Regions from separate parts of the Bos taurus genome. Here region 2 is linked to region 1. The links are chromatin contacts, called in public Hi-C maps. All regions are on one chromosome and are shown on one strand. The core of a region is the stretch at or near the end of the contact, and the rest is flanking DNA. Distances in the headings are between cores, read along the strand shown.

Region 1 (7,920 bases), core at 1,750-4,249:
CCCTGCCCTGACCAGCCCTGTCCTCAGGGCTCATCATTGTCAACGCCTGGTATGGAAAATTTGTCAATGACAAGAGCAAGAAGAGCGAGAAGGTGAAGGTGATCGATGTGACCGTGCCCCTGCAGTGTCTGGTGAAGGACTCCAAGCTCATCCTCACCGAGGCCTCCAAGGTGGGCGCTCGAGGTAGATGGGAGGGGCACCTGGGGAAGAGGGACCCTCTAAGGGGCCATGTCACTGCAGCGGAACCCGTCATGCTGCCGCATTCCCTATGCGAGATGCAGCCCAGGACCCAGGTTACAGCCACACTGGAGCAGTTGACGTCATCCATCCATCCAGCCACTCATCTGTCCATCCATTGCCAACTGTTTTTTGAGCCCCTACTGTGTGCCAGTTACAGCAGCAAACAAAATATACCTCCTGCCTTTGGGCGCTCACACTCTGTGCCTTGCCTGGTTCCAGAAGGGGGGTCCGCCTGTAGTACACCAGAGGCTCAGGGGGAGTGGGGTGTGTGCCAGAGGTGAGTTAAAGCACAGAGGAGCTCAGGCAGAGTGCCCTGGTCCCTGAGTGGGTTCCTGGTCTTGCGTCCTCTGCAGGGCTTCCTTGAAGATGGAGGGTGTTTTAGTGTGGCAGTGGGGCAAGTCTAGGACTAAGTAGGCAGCTTGTTAAAATCCTCTTTCCTGTACTCAGGCTCCCAGGATTGCATCCTTCGTGGGCAGTGTCCACACTGCCCCTCCGGGCAGGTACTGACTACAGCGCCACTGGGCTTCAAACGCCTGTCTCCAGTGAGAATCTGTCTGTTGCAGGCTGGGCTGCCCGGCTTCTACGACCCGTGTGTGGGTGAAGAGAAGAACCTGAAAGTGCTTTACCAGTTCCGCGGGGTCCTTCATCAGGTCATGGCGCTCGACAGCGAGGCACTCAGGATACCAAAGCAGTGTGAGTAGCTGCCCCTGGCTGTCACCCGTCCTTGCCCAGAGACAGGCCCAGGGACCTCAGTGGCGGGGGCAACAAAAGCCTTCCTTCTATCCTTGGCCGGGGAGCCATAGGCTTGGGCATCGTGACCTACACAGACCTGGGAAATGATGCCCTGAGGGAGGGGTCAGCCCTTTCCCAGGTGGTAGTGAGCTCTTGGAAACTGCAGCCGGGGTGACTAGGTATGAGGCAGACCCAGTGGCTCCTCTGTGTTCAAGAACACAGTGATTTTTGGCAGCTCATCCTCTGCCCAGCTTCAGGCCAGGCAGCCTCTGGCCAGGGCCTGGTTGATCCCCGCTACGTGGAAAGAGTGCGTGGAAACAGTTGCCTTTAGATGCGCTGATTTTGTCTTTTCTTTTACAGCTCACAGAATTGATACTGATGGATAAACTACTTGAGAAGCCAGATTCAAAAGGGGCTGCAAAAGAATTTCCCCAGGAGTCAACAAATTTTGGAAAGAAGCAGGGAAAAAAACCCAGAATCAGATGTTTATTTTGTATTTGCATAGAAAGTGGTACTGGCTCAATTATGTGAAGGGACACACAGATGCCCCGAGGCAACCCCACCAGGACCGGAACCGCAGCTGGGCCCGAGTCTGTTCCCAAGGATCATGTCCCCGCAGGGAAGGCCCGGCCCCCGGGGCCTCAGGGTCCCTCGCCGGCTGAGCCACCCAGTAGCTCTGTCTGCCGTGAGGTATTTATGAACACCTCGCCCTCATGCCCGTGACCGTGAGCTACCTTTCCTAAAATCCACACTGAACACAGAAAACAAAACGGAAGGAGGGAAGCCGTTCCCAGGAGCAGAGTCTCTGGATCAAGGGAACGCCTGTTGAGTCACCTTCCTGCTGAAATGTGACTGCGTGAATCTGGACAGGATGGTGTGGGTTTATAAATCTGCTTTTTACCTGAGAACGAGTGGCTTTGGGAATTAAGTCTCCTCCGTCCCCTCCCAGAACTTCTCAAGTCATTCCACTGGCACCTGGCTTGGGACAGAGGATGTCACTCCGGTCCCAGGAGCCACCTGTGTCCTCATGTGAAGCAGCGTTGCCTCTGCCCTCCCCCACACAGCTCAGTCCATGCGGCCCGGAGAGGTCAGAGTGGGAGCCAAGAGGCTCAAGGGGTTCCAGGGGCCCCTCCCTGCTCGCTGCCAGCAGGTGGCACTGCTGCTCCCACACCGGCTCAGTCAGTCTCCTCTGGGCTGCCCGTACCCATTTGGGTGTCTGCTCCCAGGAACCCCTTCCTTCACACGCCTCTTTTGAGGATGCAGAGTATTTCACAACCAGGCCCCTCCTAACCAGCCTGGCTGGTGAACAGTCACTGGAGGAGCAGACGCCTGGCTGGTTGGGGTTCAGGCAGCCTCTGTGCGGCTCCTGTTCAATCAGGCCTTGCCCCTGATGTCGGTACCGGAGAAGTCACTCACAACCCCCTTCCTCCAGTGTTTAAAGGTAGTTCAGGTTGTCCAATTCTGTAATATTTATCTCCACTTAAAAGTTCCCTGCAAGAGCAGCTGCTCTGAATGTAAATCGTGCAATAAGTGTCGAGTTAGTGGAGTCCGACCTTGGCCATAGCCTGTGCCCCTCCTGGCAGGCCGTCCCTCCTGTTGTTGAACAGGGACTGAACAGAGGACACGCTCTTACCACAATAAACCTTTCCTGAAAGCCGGGGGCAGTGTCTGTATGCGTCTGTGTGTTCATTTTAGGAGCCACCAGGTAGAGGGACTTGCCTCCTCCTCACAGGCCTTGCCCCACCCTCTGTTCTCAGGGTTCAAACTGTGAGACCTGACTTGAGGCTGGGGTATTTTCTCTGCCAGACATCTGCCTGAGAATTTTAAGAGTCCAGAGTTCAAATCACAGGCTAGGTGGTTTTTGTTTTGTTTCGTTTTGTTTTTAATTAAAGGCAACTTTTTTGGGAAGTCAAATATGGTCACGCCCTGCTGGTCCTTCAGCAGGAAACAGGAAGTCAGTCTCCTCAGCTGTGACCATGCTCAGGAGAACTCAAACCAGTGCTCACTCACTTTTAAATAAAGGAGGCAGCACACGGGGTAGGAAGACACTTTATTACGTTGCTCACTCACACCGGCCGCGCAGAGGTACTCCTGGGACAGAGCCAGCCGTCCAGGTGATGGAGGGGACGCCTCGCTGCCTTAGGGTCAGCTAGCGCCCCACATCCCCCACCCCAGCCGGGGCCTACCTACCCCTCAGGGACATGGTCGGCCACACTGGCCCAGGGTGGTTCCAAGGACGCTCACCCAGCTTGTGCTAGAGAGGCAGCTGGGCTGTCACCTTCTGAAGGGAGAGCCAAGGTGTCCTGTTCAGGGCCCCAGCCTCCTCCCCGCCAGGGCCACCACACTCCCACTTGAGGCGGCGCTGGCCTAAGGGTCAAAGTGGGACCAAAAGGTCCACAGCCAGAGAGTCTGGAGACCATGGCCCCTCCTCTCAGAGGCTCAAACGGCCCAGTAGGCAGCTCAGCTCTGCTGCCCCAGCCGAGGCCTGGCCTGGAGTCCCGGCCGCCCTGCGAGGCGGGCACGCAGCCGGCTGCACATCCTCCGCATCACCAGCCTCTGGGCCTTCAGGCGCCTGCGGAGCTTTTCGTTCTCCTTCAGAGTCAGGAAGAGTTTTTTTTTCAGGGTGTCTAAGTCCAAAAGGGCATAGCTGTGATCGGACGGCTGTGTGGGGAGGCGCCTCTTCAGCTCTGGGGGGCTAGCTGGCTGACCAGGGACCCCAGAAGTTTCTGGTGTGTGTGGCGGGACCTGAGGACAGAGGTCAGTGAGGGACCAGAGCAGCAGCCAGGGACCTGAGGCCAAGGGGGCTCCCCTGACACCCAGAACTGCTGGGCCGCAGCTGTTGCGGGTAAAGTCTGAGGTCCAGGCTGGTGCTCTGGTTCGAGCACCAGTTTTCTTCATTCTGTTTGAAGCAAATCCCCTCAGACTGAGACCAGTCCTGTGCTGCCTTCACGCCAAGCCCGGCCTCACCTGTGCTCCTAGGCCTCCAACCTCGGGGGGCAGCTGCAGCACTTCAACTGTCGTATCCATCTTCCTCCCCAGGCCACACTCCCCGGAGCCCGTCTCAGGGAGGACCTGTAAAGACAGGGCGGAGCCAGCCGTTCGTGGGTCCTCCCCAGCTGCTACTTATCCTGCCAGGAGTCCCTTCACACCACATGGGGGCTGCCAGGGCACCAGCAGGACAGCTAGCCGCCTCCACAGCCTGGGGCCAAACCTTTAGAGATGAGCAGGAGCCAGACTTGCGACTGGCTGCCACTGCTTGATACTGAACAGGGAGGAGGAGGCATGGACAGCTTCAGCTTCTCCTTCTCTAGGAAAACGGAATCCAAACCCCAACTTGTAAGGAAAGCATGATGAGCTCCAGTGGGCTGGCCTGGCGGGAAGGCGCAGGAGCTCAGTTGGAACACTTGTGACCAGCAGGGCAAACTCACCTTTCTCTCCCCAGAGGTGGCATCTCCACTCCGGCCGGTAGGGTCCGTGTTCTCCCTCACCAGCTGCAAGAGATGCAGAGCTGCTGTGGACAGGCCCCGGGGTGGGCACAGGAGATCTGCACCAGAGGGTCCATCAGGCCTCACCTGTCTCTGTCCCCATGCTCAGCCCAGCCCAGCTCTCCTCTCACCATCCACCAGTGCCCCTCCTCCACAGTCCCCAAACCTTGGGTCAGAGACCCACTGAAGCCAGAGACCTGGCATTCTTCAAGGGAAAACACCCAACTCAAAGCCTGCAGTCCCCAGGCCTCCAAAGAACTGAGCAGAAACCATGGGGACCACAATTTCAACTCCCCGCACCCCCACTCTGCCCCCAGGCACCAAAAGCACTAGAGGCAGGACCACAAACGTCTCCTTAGGGTTAACCTGTCATCACTGGCCGTGGAGCAGTTTCCTACAAATGCCATGGAAGTCATCACCCTGACTGAACAGGTTCCTGATCCACGATGGGAGTTTCAGATCAGCAAACTGTAATTTCCAGAGTCCCCGGTACCACATCCCTGCAGTCCACAATACTGTGCTGTGCACTTTATGTGTGTTAAAACAGCAGATCTCAGGGTAAGTGTTCTTACCATGATAAAGTAAGTATATATATATATATATAAAACAAAAGGCCTTCTACGTTTAAAAGAAAGAAGAGCTCCCCCATTAAGCGTCTACTTTGTGCCAAGCAATGTTCCTGGACATGGGAATAAAAGCCATGGAGCAAAACCCAGCCCTCAGGGACCCCCCTGGCCCCTAGACCACCTCCTTTTCAACCCAACAGGTCTCCAGAGTTGGCCTGTTCCATCTTCTCATCATGACACCCACTTTTGGCTCAGGCCACTGTGACCATCCTTACCTGCGATGCCACAGAGGCCTCTGAACCAGCCTCCAGAGGGGCCTTCGGAAGTCATGTCCCTCCCCACCAGCCTCCCCCCAAAAACCCACCTCCTGTCCAGGACTTCCCTGGTGGTCCAGGGGTTAGGGCTCTGCACTTCCACTGCAGGGGACAAGGGTTCAATCCCTGGTTGGGAAACTCAGATCCCTGTATGTCAAGCCCTCCGCCCCTTTGAAGAAAACCACCGCCTGTCCAAGGCTGTCACCACCTGGCCCTGCGCCCTCCACAGGGCCTGAGCTGCTGCTGCTCCTGAGCATGCTCAGATCCTGCCCCCACCCAGCCTCGCTCCGCTGTCCCTGTCCCCCTCCAGCACTCCACCACCATCGTCCTCCTGTGCCCTGGACAGGAAAGTCCTCACCTCCCTCGAGCCCAAGTGAGGCCCCACAAAGTGAAGTGCAGAAAGAAGCAAGCTCGTGGGCCCCTCCCCATCAGCTGCTTCCGTAGCACCCATCATGAAGTGACTTGTTTTTAAGGCAGCTTTGAACTGCAGATTTCCTAAAGCTCAGGGCCAGGTGGGGACCCTGGGCTTTGGACCTAGGGGCCTGTCAGTTTTCAGCCTCTGCTGTCCCCACAAATGACACCGTTGCCCACCCCACTGCCAGGTGGGGGACCCCCACGGCCGTGCACCTGTGGGGGGCCCTGGAAGGCGAACACTGTGGGCACTGCGTTGTGCTTCAGGTTCTTGCGGTTCCCAAAGGCACTGAAGCACTCGGGCCGGAAGTGCTCGGAGCAGATGACCGTGTGCTGCTTGGGCTCGAAGTCGCCCCGGCCGATGTTCAGCACCCATTCCTTCAGCAGCTCCGGGCGGCTGAACGGGAACCTGGGGGCACAGCAAGGAGGCACGAGGGACTTGCGGGGCTAAACACACACCTTCAGGGTCCCAGGGACCTTCTGCATCCCTGCCCTGCACTTTACTGGACAGCCTGGAAAACTCAATAGCCTTGTCCTGTTAAACCACATCCTTCCATGTCGGGAAGCTTCCATCGTGGCTGCTGACAGCATCCTTAGTAGGATATCTGAGACCATGAACATGGCCAGAGCCTCAGTGAGGTGCTCCCAGAGCCACATCTGCCAGGCAGGCCTCCATTCCTGCTCCTGTGTGGGGAAGCAGGAGGGGAAGTGAGCCCACCCTCTTGGAACCTACATTCTAGAGCAAGGAGACAGCCAGTACACTAGACAGTCACGGACCATGCAAGAATAGAATAGGAAGTGGTTGGGGAAGGCCACCTAGGAGGTGACACTGGAGCAGAGGCTGCAGAAAGTGGGACACAGAACAGCAACACGGGAACAGAAGGAAGAGCAAGTCCAAAGGCCGAGGGTGTGAGGAGCCAACGAGGCAGGTCTGGCTGACACAGAGCAAGAAGAGGATGCAGGCCACTGTCAGAAGGGGCTTCCTGGAGGCTCAGGCAGAGGTGGAGCTGGAGAAGGTGGTGAGTGGCAGATCTGGGGTGCATCATGAAAGCCAGGCAGAGAAGTTTGCCTGTGGGCTAAGAAGCAGAGGAAGGACTTTCAAGTGCTGAGATTATGGGGGAGGGGCAGCTTGGGGGGATCAGCAGTTTGGTTTTATTAATATACATGAGATGTTAAATTTCAGGTGCCTTTTAGATGTCCACGTGCTGAAGCTGAGTGGCAGGGGGACAAGAGTTGTCTGGAGTTGTCACCATGCGGGTATCCCCATGTAAAAGGTGGCAGAGCCATAAGCCTGGGTGAGATGGCTGCCCTGGGGAGCCAGCATGGACAGCGATGGGACAGCGGCACGGCCAGCACCCTTAAGTGCTCCAATATCTGTCTGGAGTTGGAAATAAGCAGAATCTACCCAAGAAGACTGAGAAGGGACACTGTGACAAAGGAAGAGAACAAGAGGTGTCCCAGAAGCCAGGTGGTAGATGGCCTCAAGGGGTCAGCAGTCGGTTGTGTCATAGGCTGCAGAGAAGGGCCAATGGGACTTGACCGAGCAAATTTTGGGAGTGGTGGGGTACAGGCGCTGGAAGACAAGACCCAGCAAAGACGCCCCAAGTCTCGTACCCGTGATGGCCAAAACACAGAGGGGCCCAGATGCCCTTCAATTGTAGAACAAGTTGGTTGGAGTAAATATACTCCTGGATCACTACACAGCAATGAAAAGGATGAACTGCTGCGGCTGCTTCAGGCCACATGAAGGACTCACGAGCACAGTGATGAGCAAAGGACAGGAAAAAGGACAGCGTGTGGCTCCATTCAGTGAGGCTCCAAACAGGCCAAGGCAGTCCCCTCTGACAGAGGCCTTACCCTTGGGGACTGAGTGAGGGGCTGGAAGGGGGTGCGTTTCCGGGTCTCCTGGGGGCTTCTATGTTCTAAACTCTTGGCAGTCACACCGGGTGTTCACTTGGTTAAATTGTGTGCTTATAAACTGTGCACTTTTCCGTAGGCGTGTTACATATCAATAGACATACTCACGTTAAAAAAGAAAACGCTTAGAGGAGACGAAGTGTAGATGAACAGAGCGCAGCCCTTTGGAGTCACACTCTGAGCAGGATGGAGGAAGGCGCTGTGGCTGGAACCAGCAATAAAGTGTGCAACACTCTACCCATCGATGCTAAAGCG
Region 2 (7,920 bases), core at 2,443-4,942, 55 kb after region 1:
AAGTGTCAAAATGGTCAGATGGGTTGGAGACCTTGTGGCCCTCCACCAGTCCTTCTCAGCAAGACCTTGCTGGTTCTGCCTTGGGGTGGTCACTTGACCCATCTCCAACCCCTACCCAACCCGCAGTCATCACCTTCAAGCACTGCTCAAAGGACAGAGCCCAAGGCCATGGAGGGAGGAGTAAATGCAAAGAGAGAAGCAAGCAGGAATGGAGAGGCTGCAGAGAAGTCTCCTTGGAAGGGGAGGTCAGCCAGGCTGAGGAGAAGTGCCCGGAGAATGAAGGGGGACAGGGCAAGTGTGTCAGCAGAGGAGGAGGCCCTGGAGAGGCTGATGAGCAGAGGAGGGGAGGGCACCACACAGCTGAGCCTGAGCCTGGAGGAACGGACGGGAGGAGGAGGATGGGGTAGATGTGAAGCCTGTGGGGTGATGGGACAGCAGGAGGAGAGAGACGAGCAGAGGTTTCCAAGGAGAAAGGACTTTCCGGTGAGCACAGAAGCAGGGAGATCTCGGAAGCAGCACTTGGAGAAGAAGGAACTCCAGATGAGTGACTCAAGAGCAGTGACTGCCCAGGAGGTCCTGAAGTCCAGACTCACCTTGGGCACAGCAGCTCCTGCACACCCACCCCAGCCCACGCTGGACTCACCAGGAGGGGAGATGAGTGAACTGTTAGGGCTCCAGCTTACCAGGGGCACCAGGAAGGGGCTCAGCAGGGCTGCAGTGGTAAGAGCGTGCTTGGTGATGTCAGGCCCGATCACCGCCACCATCGCAGGGGAAAAGTGGGCAGGGTCTCCCTGGATCTCCACATAGTGCCTCCCCAATGTGCTCAGTATGCTTAGCGTGGCGTACATGTTCGCTGAGTCTGAGCACACATCGTACAGCTCATAACCCAGGGTGACATTGGGTAGCAGGGCAGTGGAGTTGTTTATCTCCTCGATGCTGAACCGCATGGCCTGGAAGAGGTGATAGCCATGGCCGTTGAAGCTGTTGGACCTGTAGAGAAAGCCAGGCTGAGAGCTAAGAACCTCTGGTTTCCTGGAACCCTAGGCTTGGGGGTAGAAAGGAACCTCTGAGGTCATCTGTGCAGCCCCTACAACCATGACCTCAACATGGGTCCTGGACCACACACACAGTTCTGCTGACAGGCCTTGGGAGAGGTAGGGGGCAAACTGGCAAAGTATACATACCATGCCCCCCACAAAGCATATTAGGATCAAAGGGCTCCCAAGTCCTGTAGCAGAGATATCTGCTATATTAGGGTTCTCCAAAGAAACAGAACCAAGATGAGACACATATGTATACATCTAGTTAGCTAGCTAGCCAGCTATATATACACAGAGAGAGAGGGAGCGCAAACAAAAGAGAGGACTATCTTTTCCTCGGGATCTCCATCTTTTCTCTTAAGACCTTCAACTGATTAGGTGAGGCCCAACTACACTATGGAGAGCATCTGCTTTATTGATTTAAACGTTAACCACGGCTAAAACGTTAACCACATCACAGCAACATCTAGACTGGTGTTTAATCAGCACCTGGACCGCAGGGCCTAGCCAAGTTAACACATGAAATTAACCACAGTACACGCTTATACCCGGTTAACCAGTACCTTTCACTGGGACACGTGATTGTGGTGGGGGCCTGTGTTCCTCATGGCCTCTCTGGGAAACACAGACACGGGCACACTAGGGCCGTGACTCAGCTCTGCTTGAGCAGTGTGCCAGCCTGCTCCATTTCCCAGCCTCCCTGCCTCTTGGGAGGCTCCCCCATCATTCCTACCACTTCTGTCCTTGAGTCACTGGAAGGAAGCGTAGTACCTCCTGCCCGCGACAGCCCTTCAGTCACCTGAACCTGGTTTTTCATGTATCTCCTCCTCCCTCAAATTTCCTCTTCCCAGGCTCCCAACTGTAGCTCTTTGGGCCAGTCCTCCCACACTAGGCTTTCTAGAATCTTCCTCCCAGGCTGGCTGTCAGGTATGCTACATTTTGGGCCACTGAGCCATGAGACATCCTCGAGCTGACCGAATCTAATACTATTCCCTTTATAAGAAAAGCAGTTGCTTTTTTTTTTTTTTTCTACCTAGACTGTCCACTTCAGGAAGGCACCAACCAAAGTCATTCAGGCTACTGAAGCATCTTCTGCTATATGTCCCCACTTCTCTCCCCCTGGAGAACCATACTTGCCATCTGAGAGACTAAGGAGTGTGAACTGGGGAGGATTGGGGTAGGATAGGAGATGGAAGAGGGAAAGGTGCCCTTGCTTAACCTTTGCTCTCTAGTTACATTACAAAGCCAGGAAACAACTGACCTGGAATTATAATACAAAGGACGCTTAACAGCCAGGACAAAAGAATGTGTTAAAAGTGCCAGGGAAAGGCTAGCCAGCCCTTAAAGGTGGTGGCTTGGCTGTGGGTTGGGTAGGGATTGGAGGCAGTCCAGATGGTCACTCCAGAGATAGAACCCACAAGGTCTTGCAGAGGCAGGCCGGCAGAGGACCTGTAGGCACAGGCTCCCCCCACGTGACAGTTCTACTGACCTCCCCCCCACTCACCTGTCACAGAAAGTCACCGTGGGTCTTCCTCTCGCCTCTGGAAGGGCACTGTGGAGAGGGAACATGCCTGCAAGCAGGTAATCCCCAGGGAGGCTGAAGTCGGGGGAGGACGGGGTGTTGTGGCAGCTGAAAGCCCAACAGCAGGAGAGGGAGAGCTGCAGGCCGACCAGGCGCACCCCCCAGAGTGACATGCTGGCCAGACAGCCCCGCGCCTGGCATGGCCACGCCACGCCCTGTGACCAGGTTGGGCCGTTTAAACAGAATGGTCAGCAGTTGCCCAGATGCTTCCCAGTCTCATGCCTATGAAAGGGGGCGGGCTTAGAGCCCAGTTGTAGGGCTCTTTGCCTCTGCCTTCCGGGCCTGCGGTCCTCCTCAGGAACTGGGCAGGGTAAAGGCACAGGTGCAAAGCAGGTGGCACCCACTGACCCTTCCTCTGGACGGTTGTGGGTTCTGTCCTTGCTCTGGTGCCTGTGGCATCACCTGGTTCAGAACGGGATTTGAGGGGGGTCAGCTTCTTTGGGGAGGGGCTTGAGGAACAGAGTGTGAAAGGTTGCTCTCAGCGAGCTGCAGGTTTTAGAACCGTTTACCTGGGCCTCAGTTTACCGAACAAGACAAGGCTTTGAGTTATACTTGTGACCCACCCCAATCCTCAGTCTCCTGAAATTGAAATTCTGAGTAAATCGTCCCCATTTCGCCTCCTTAAACACAGTCGGTCCCTTCAGCTCAAAGACAAATGCATGCAAACAGAGGGTATGCAAATAGACAGGTTTTGTTTAAAACGTCAATCCTGGAGCTTTTTCAGTCGCGGGGAGCGGAGCGGGGAGGGGTCGGGAAAATCCTAGCTGGATTTCCGGAGAGGTGGCCCTGGACTTGGGGTATCTGACTTTCCCTCTCCACGCAGCCGGGGTGAGGCTTTTGCATAATGTAAATGGGGCTCTCGTTGGGACTGCCTGGCCGGGTGTCGCCCAGGCTTTCCCTAGGTTTCACCACCTCCAACGGGCCTGAGTCACACTTGCGCCTGCGGAGGCCAGGGTGCGCCACCAAGACTGCCGGCAGAGGGCGCCCGCACCTTCCAGAACCTTGACGGGCCGCAGGGCGGAGCGTTGGGATCTCGCGAGATTCTCGAGCGACCGGCCCCGGCAGCCAGCATGGCGGACTCCTTACTGCTGCTCAAGCGGGTTCCCTCCCGCCACACGTGGCTGCGGGCCCGCAAGGCCCGGCCCCAGCTCATCCTCAGCCGCCGGCCCCGCCGCCGGCTCCGGAACCTGCGCTGGCGCAGCCGAAGGCGGCTTCGGCGACGGCTGCTGCAGGCCCAGGCAGCCGGCGCGGACTGGCTGCAGGGCGGCTGTCTGGTGTCCGGCGACGCGGCGCTCCAGAGGCTGAAGACCTCGGCTCGCAGGCGGGCCTCCAGCCCCGAGCCGGCCGAAGATCCGGTCCCGAGTGGTCCCGCGATCCTCCCCATCCCGCCGGTGCGGCCGGCTGGCTCGGGCCGCGCTGTCCTGCTGCTGCCGCTGGGGCAGGTGGGTCGCGCCGGGGGAGCCGGGCGGGCAGCGCGGGAGGGTGGGGATACAGCCCCGGGAGCTGCAGGCTGGGAGAGGCCCTTTTCCCCCTGCGGGTACTCTGTCCGCGGGTCAGTCGCATTCCTCGGGCTGTGGTGCTGGACAGAGGGTAACAAGGATCCTCCTGAGGGAATTCTAGGTCTTTGGGGCTGCTGCTGCTACTGCTGCTGCTAAGTCGCTTCAGTCGTGTCCGACTCTGTGCGACCCCATAGACAGCAGCCCACCAGGCTCCCCCGTCCCTGGGATTCTCCAGGCAAGAACACTGGAGTGGGTTGCCATTTCCTTCTCCAATGCATGAACGTGAAAAGTGAAAGTGAAGTCGCTCAGTCGTGTCCGTCTCTTAGCGACCCCATGGACTGCAGCCCACCAGGCTCCCCCGTCCCTGGCATTCTCCAGGCAAAAGTACTGGAGTGGGGTGCCATTGCTTTCTCCGTCTTTGGGGCTGAAAGGACTTTAATAGTAATAATAGGTTGCATTTATCGAGTGCTCAGAAATGTCAGGCTCTAAGTGTTATGGGTATCTGAACTCATTTAGTGCTACATGCTCTATGGAGTCATTACCACTAGGAATGTTTAAAGAAAAACAGAACATAGCTTAAGTAACCTGCCGGAAAGATATAAGTGGAGGCAGAGCCAGCAGTCAAACCCTTCACCTGGGCGTTGGTCTGGGAGGTCCCCCGCACTATAGCTTTGTAAGGACGGGGAGCCGTGAGAACAGCAGAACTAAGTTCAGGGGGCCCCCTTAGGTCAGTGTGCGTCAGACTGTCCCTTTGGCTGCTCCGGATATGATCTTAGATTAAAAGTATTCACATTTTAATCTATTAGTTTAAAATACATCATTACCTACAAGTTATTCTGTTACTTAGCGATAAATCTCTCTTTTTTTTAATTCATCTCCTTTTGATAACCTGAAGAGCCAGTTAAAATCTTAGAAGTTTTCTGTCATTGGTAGCAGAATCTGTAAGCTTATTTTTCCTTTCTTTTTTCGTCCCCTCCAGGGCTTTACTTTTAGTGGGATCTGTTGTGTGACCTGCCTCTACGGCCAGGTGCAGGTGTTTGGTTTTACCATCAGCCAGGGCCAGCCTGCCCAAAATGTCTTCTCCACCTACACCCACTCTCGTCTGACCATCAATGCTGTTCATTATTCAGTGCATGAGAAAAGCAAGAAGGAGATGAAGAGAGAAGCCCGAGTTCTGCTCAGACCTTATCTGAACCAAGGTAATGAAGAGAACTGAGTGACTTACTGAGGATGTATCATAATAAGGCAAAAACTTTTTTTTTTTTTTTGTCCACACCCTGCAGCATGTGGGGTCTTAGTTCCCTTGATAGAACCCATGTCCCCTACAGTGGAAGCTTGGAGTCTTAACCACTGGAGCACCAGGGAAGACCCAAGGCGAATAATTTTTAGTTGTTTACTGTGGCCTCAAACTTGCACTCTTTACTATATGTATTTAAACCCTCAAGGTCTGGAGAGTGAAGCTCTTTTTACCATTTCACAGATGAGGAAAGTCACCAAGGCCACACAGTGTTCAGGTAGCAAACCTGGATTGATTTCTCCATCCAGGTGTGTTTCTGTCATGCAGTATGGCCTCCTGAAAAAGGCTGTCATACATAATTCCTAGTCTCAAAAGGTGTGGACTTTAGCAGAGGAGAGGAAAGTCCCACGGGGCATAGCGTTTGATGGAGTGCTGTTTCTAAGGCAGCTTATGTCTCTCTTTACAGATGACAGATATTGTTTGATGAGCAGTTTTTCTCCTCTGTGTTCCATCGTGTTGCTGGAACGTCTGAAAACCTCCACCGTGAACTTTATAATCAGCCATCCAGGTTTATCTTACATTTTCGTACAAGAGGTAGAACCAGTTTTCATTCAGAGTTTTGTTCATTACTTTCACCAAAACAGTCAGATGACTATGTAGGATGCCCCTAGTCTTATCTGTCTGTCATGTTGTGCTATAAGTCATACAGAATGTAACACATGTGTACAGTAAAAAAGTCAATAGAAGGATATATCAGAAAAATTGTCTCTTCTACGCCACTTAGCTTCATTCCCCAGATAAAGTCACCATTTTCTGTTATAGTTGATTAAATGCCTTTTGATATTTTTAAAATGGTTATCTTTATATTTTGATTCACCAACTTGAGACAGTATGAATTCTTTATAAATTCTGAGTAATTTCAGCGTACTTACACTTTGTCCCATCTCTTCCTTTCCTCATTTCCAAATTTTTGCTGTCCTTACTATTAATTTCCTGAAGTCAGATTGGTTCCTAAAATTGTCTCCCATGAGCCAGTAAATTGAGCCAAATCTATAGGAACATCAGACTTCACGTGAGGTGTGAGGAGGAATCAGGGAGCAGCAGCAGGTTTTTTGGCCGGACTGTCTGAGTGCGCCGAGACATGGGGCTGTAGGAGGAGACTTAGATCTGTAGCTGAAAGATGCCTCTTAGACATCCAATTGGAGATGCCTGCTGGGCAGTTGAATGTGTGAGTCAAATTCAGAGAAGAGGTTGTGTGCATGGGTGTGTGTTGAGTCGCTTCAGTTGTGTCTGAGTCTTTGTGGCCCTAGGGACTGTAGCCAGGCTTCTGTGTCCATGGGATTCTCCAGGCAGGAATACTGGAGTGGGTTGCCATGCCCTCCTCCAAGGGATCTTCCTGACCCAGGGATCAAACCTGTGTCTCTTGTCTCCTGCATTGGCAGGAGGGTTTTTTACTACTGAGCCACCCAGGAAGCCCAGAGAAGAGGTTTCAAATGTAAATTTGGGTGCTTTCAGTAGAATAGGGTTCCATCGCTTCTTGGCCTTTGGACTAAGATCAAGTGTAGTATCTATTCTTATCAGAATAGGGTTCCAAAGCCCATGAGATGGGATAATGACACTGAGAAGTTGATGCAGGTAGAAATGATAAGTTCAAGGTCTGAGCCTGAGGAGCAACAGAGAGACTGAGGAGTGGTAGTGCTCATGTTAAAGGAGAGCAGGTGAGTGTAATCAGGGAGCCTCTGAAGGAAGTGGGGGTGCCTGACGTTGCTGATGGTGAGATGAAGCCTGAGAAAGGAATTGCGTGCAGGCTCACCTTCTGGACAGGGTGGTTTTATGGCATTGCTGAGCAGACCAGCCTGATTGGAATGGAATCAAGGGCTGGGGAAGGAGGAGCTCAAGGGTTCAGTGGTTAGGGATTTTGCTTTTAGAGAGTTTAGCTATAAAGGAAAGAAAAAGATGAAACAGGTTGGAAGAGTAAGCCTGGTCGAGAGAGTTCTGGGTTTTGTTAAGATGGATGGAAAGAACCGCATGCTTGAACACAGCTTGTAGGAAAAAGCCACAGAAGAGCACGCTGATGGTGCCGTGGGGAGAGGATGGAGGGAGGGGTTCCAGTGTCTGTGTGGTCTGTTGGCCTTGGGAGCAGAGGCGCTTCCTTGAGAGTGGCTGGAGGAAATGCCCAGGACAGGGATGGAGGAGCGAAGCTCTCTTCTGATTGTTTCCTCTTACTCTGTGAAATGGTTCGGGGGATCACTGAGCGGAGGCATAGGGAGTAGGCAGGGGTTGGGGGTTTGACATGGAAGGAGAAGCTAAGAAATGCAGGCAGGATGATGCACGGGCTTCTGCGGTCACGTTAATTTAGTCAGTGCAGAATCTAGCAGCCTGGGAGGGCCACAGCGGTGGACATGGAGACCCCACCTGGCAGTGAGTGTTTCAGGTGCTGTGATCAGACTTGTTCCTTTTTCACTTACTTTCAGGTTTGTTTGTTTTTTTTCCTGCAACTACTCAAGCACCACTATTTAGATTCCTTATGATCTTTCTTGGATAACTTCCTCCTCCCCCCAT

What was found. Hi-C and Micro-C count contacts between places; a contact is called where the count stands out from the background.
Region 2: a Hi-C map of skeletal muscle shows a contact between it and region 1, with 6 times the contacts expected there. The contact joins the promoter of NOL9 here to the enhancer-like site in region 1. A contact is called at or near these places in 2 of 11 Hi-C or Micro-C datasets (liver and skeletal muscle).

Annotation. Positions count from the first base shown.
Region 1 is chr16:46,774,977-46,782,896 of ARS-UCD2.0, forward strand. It overlaps DNAJC11 (DnaJ heat shock protein family (Hsp40) member C11), which reads left to right. Exons shown (of 16, transcript NM_001045993.1): 14 at 28-170; 15 at 804-933; 16 at 1,333-2,629. The coding sequence ends at 1,358. It overlaps THAP3 (THAP domain containing 3), which reads right to left. Exons shown (of 5, transcript NM_001075347.1): 2 at 5,965-6,157; 3 at 4,401-4,463; 4 at 3,940-4,044; 5 at 3,006-3,717. The coding sequence ends at 3,433. Among named protein-coding and RNA genes, the nearest start is that of THAP3, 4.7 kb to the right of the region's middle. Within about 2 kb of position 3,000, at least 21 of the 102 cell types and tissues checked have an H3K27ac peak or open chromatin away from gene starts, as enhancers often do. A contact at or near this core is called in skeletal muscle, where this site is marked.
Region 2 is chr16:46,829,091-46,837,010 of ARS-UCD2.0, forward strand. NOL9 (nucleolar protein 9) reads left to right here and starts at 3,693. Exons shown (of 12, transcript NM_001206599.1): 1 at 3,693-4,064; 2 at 5,101-5,320; 3 at 5,825-5,952. The coding sequence starts at 3,693. TAS1R1 (taste 1 receptor member 1) reads right to left here and starts at 3,583. Exons shown (of 6, transcript XM_002694166.6): 1 at 2,545-3,583; 2 at 684-990. The coding sequence starts at 2,735.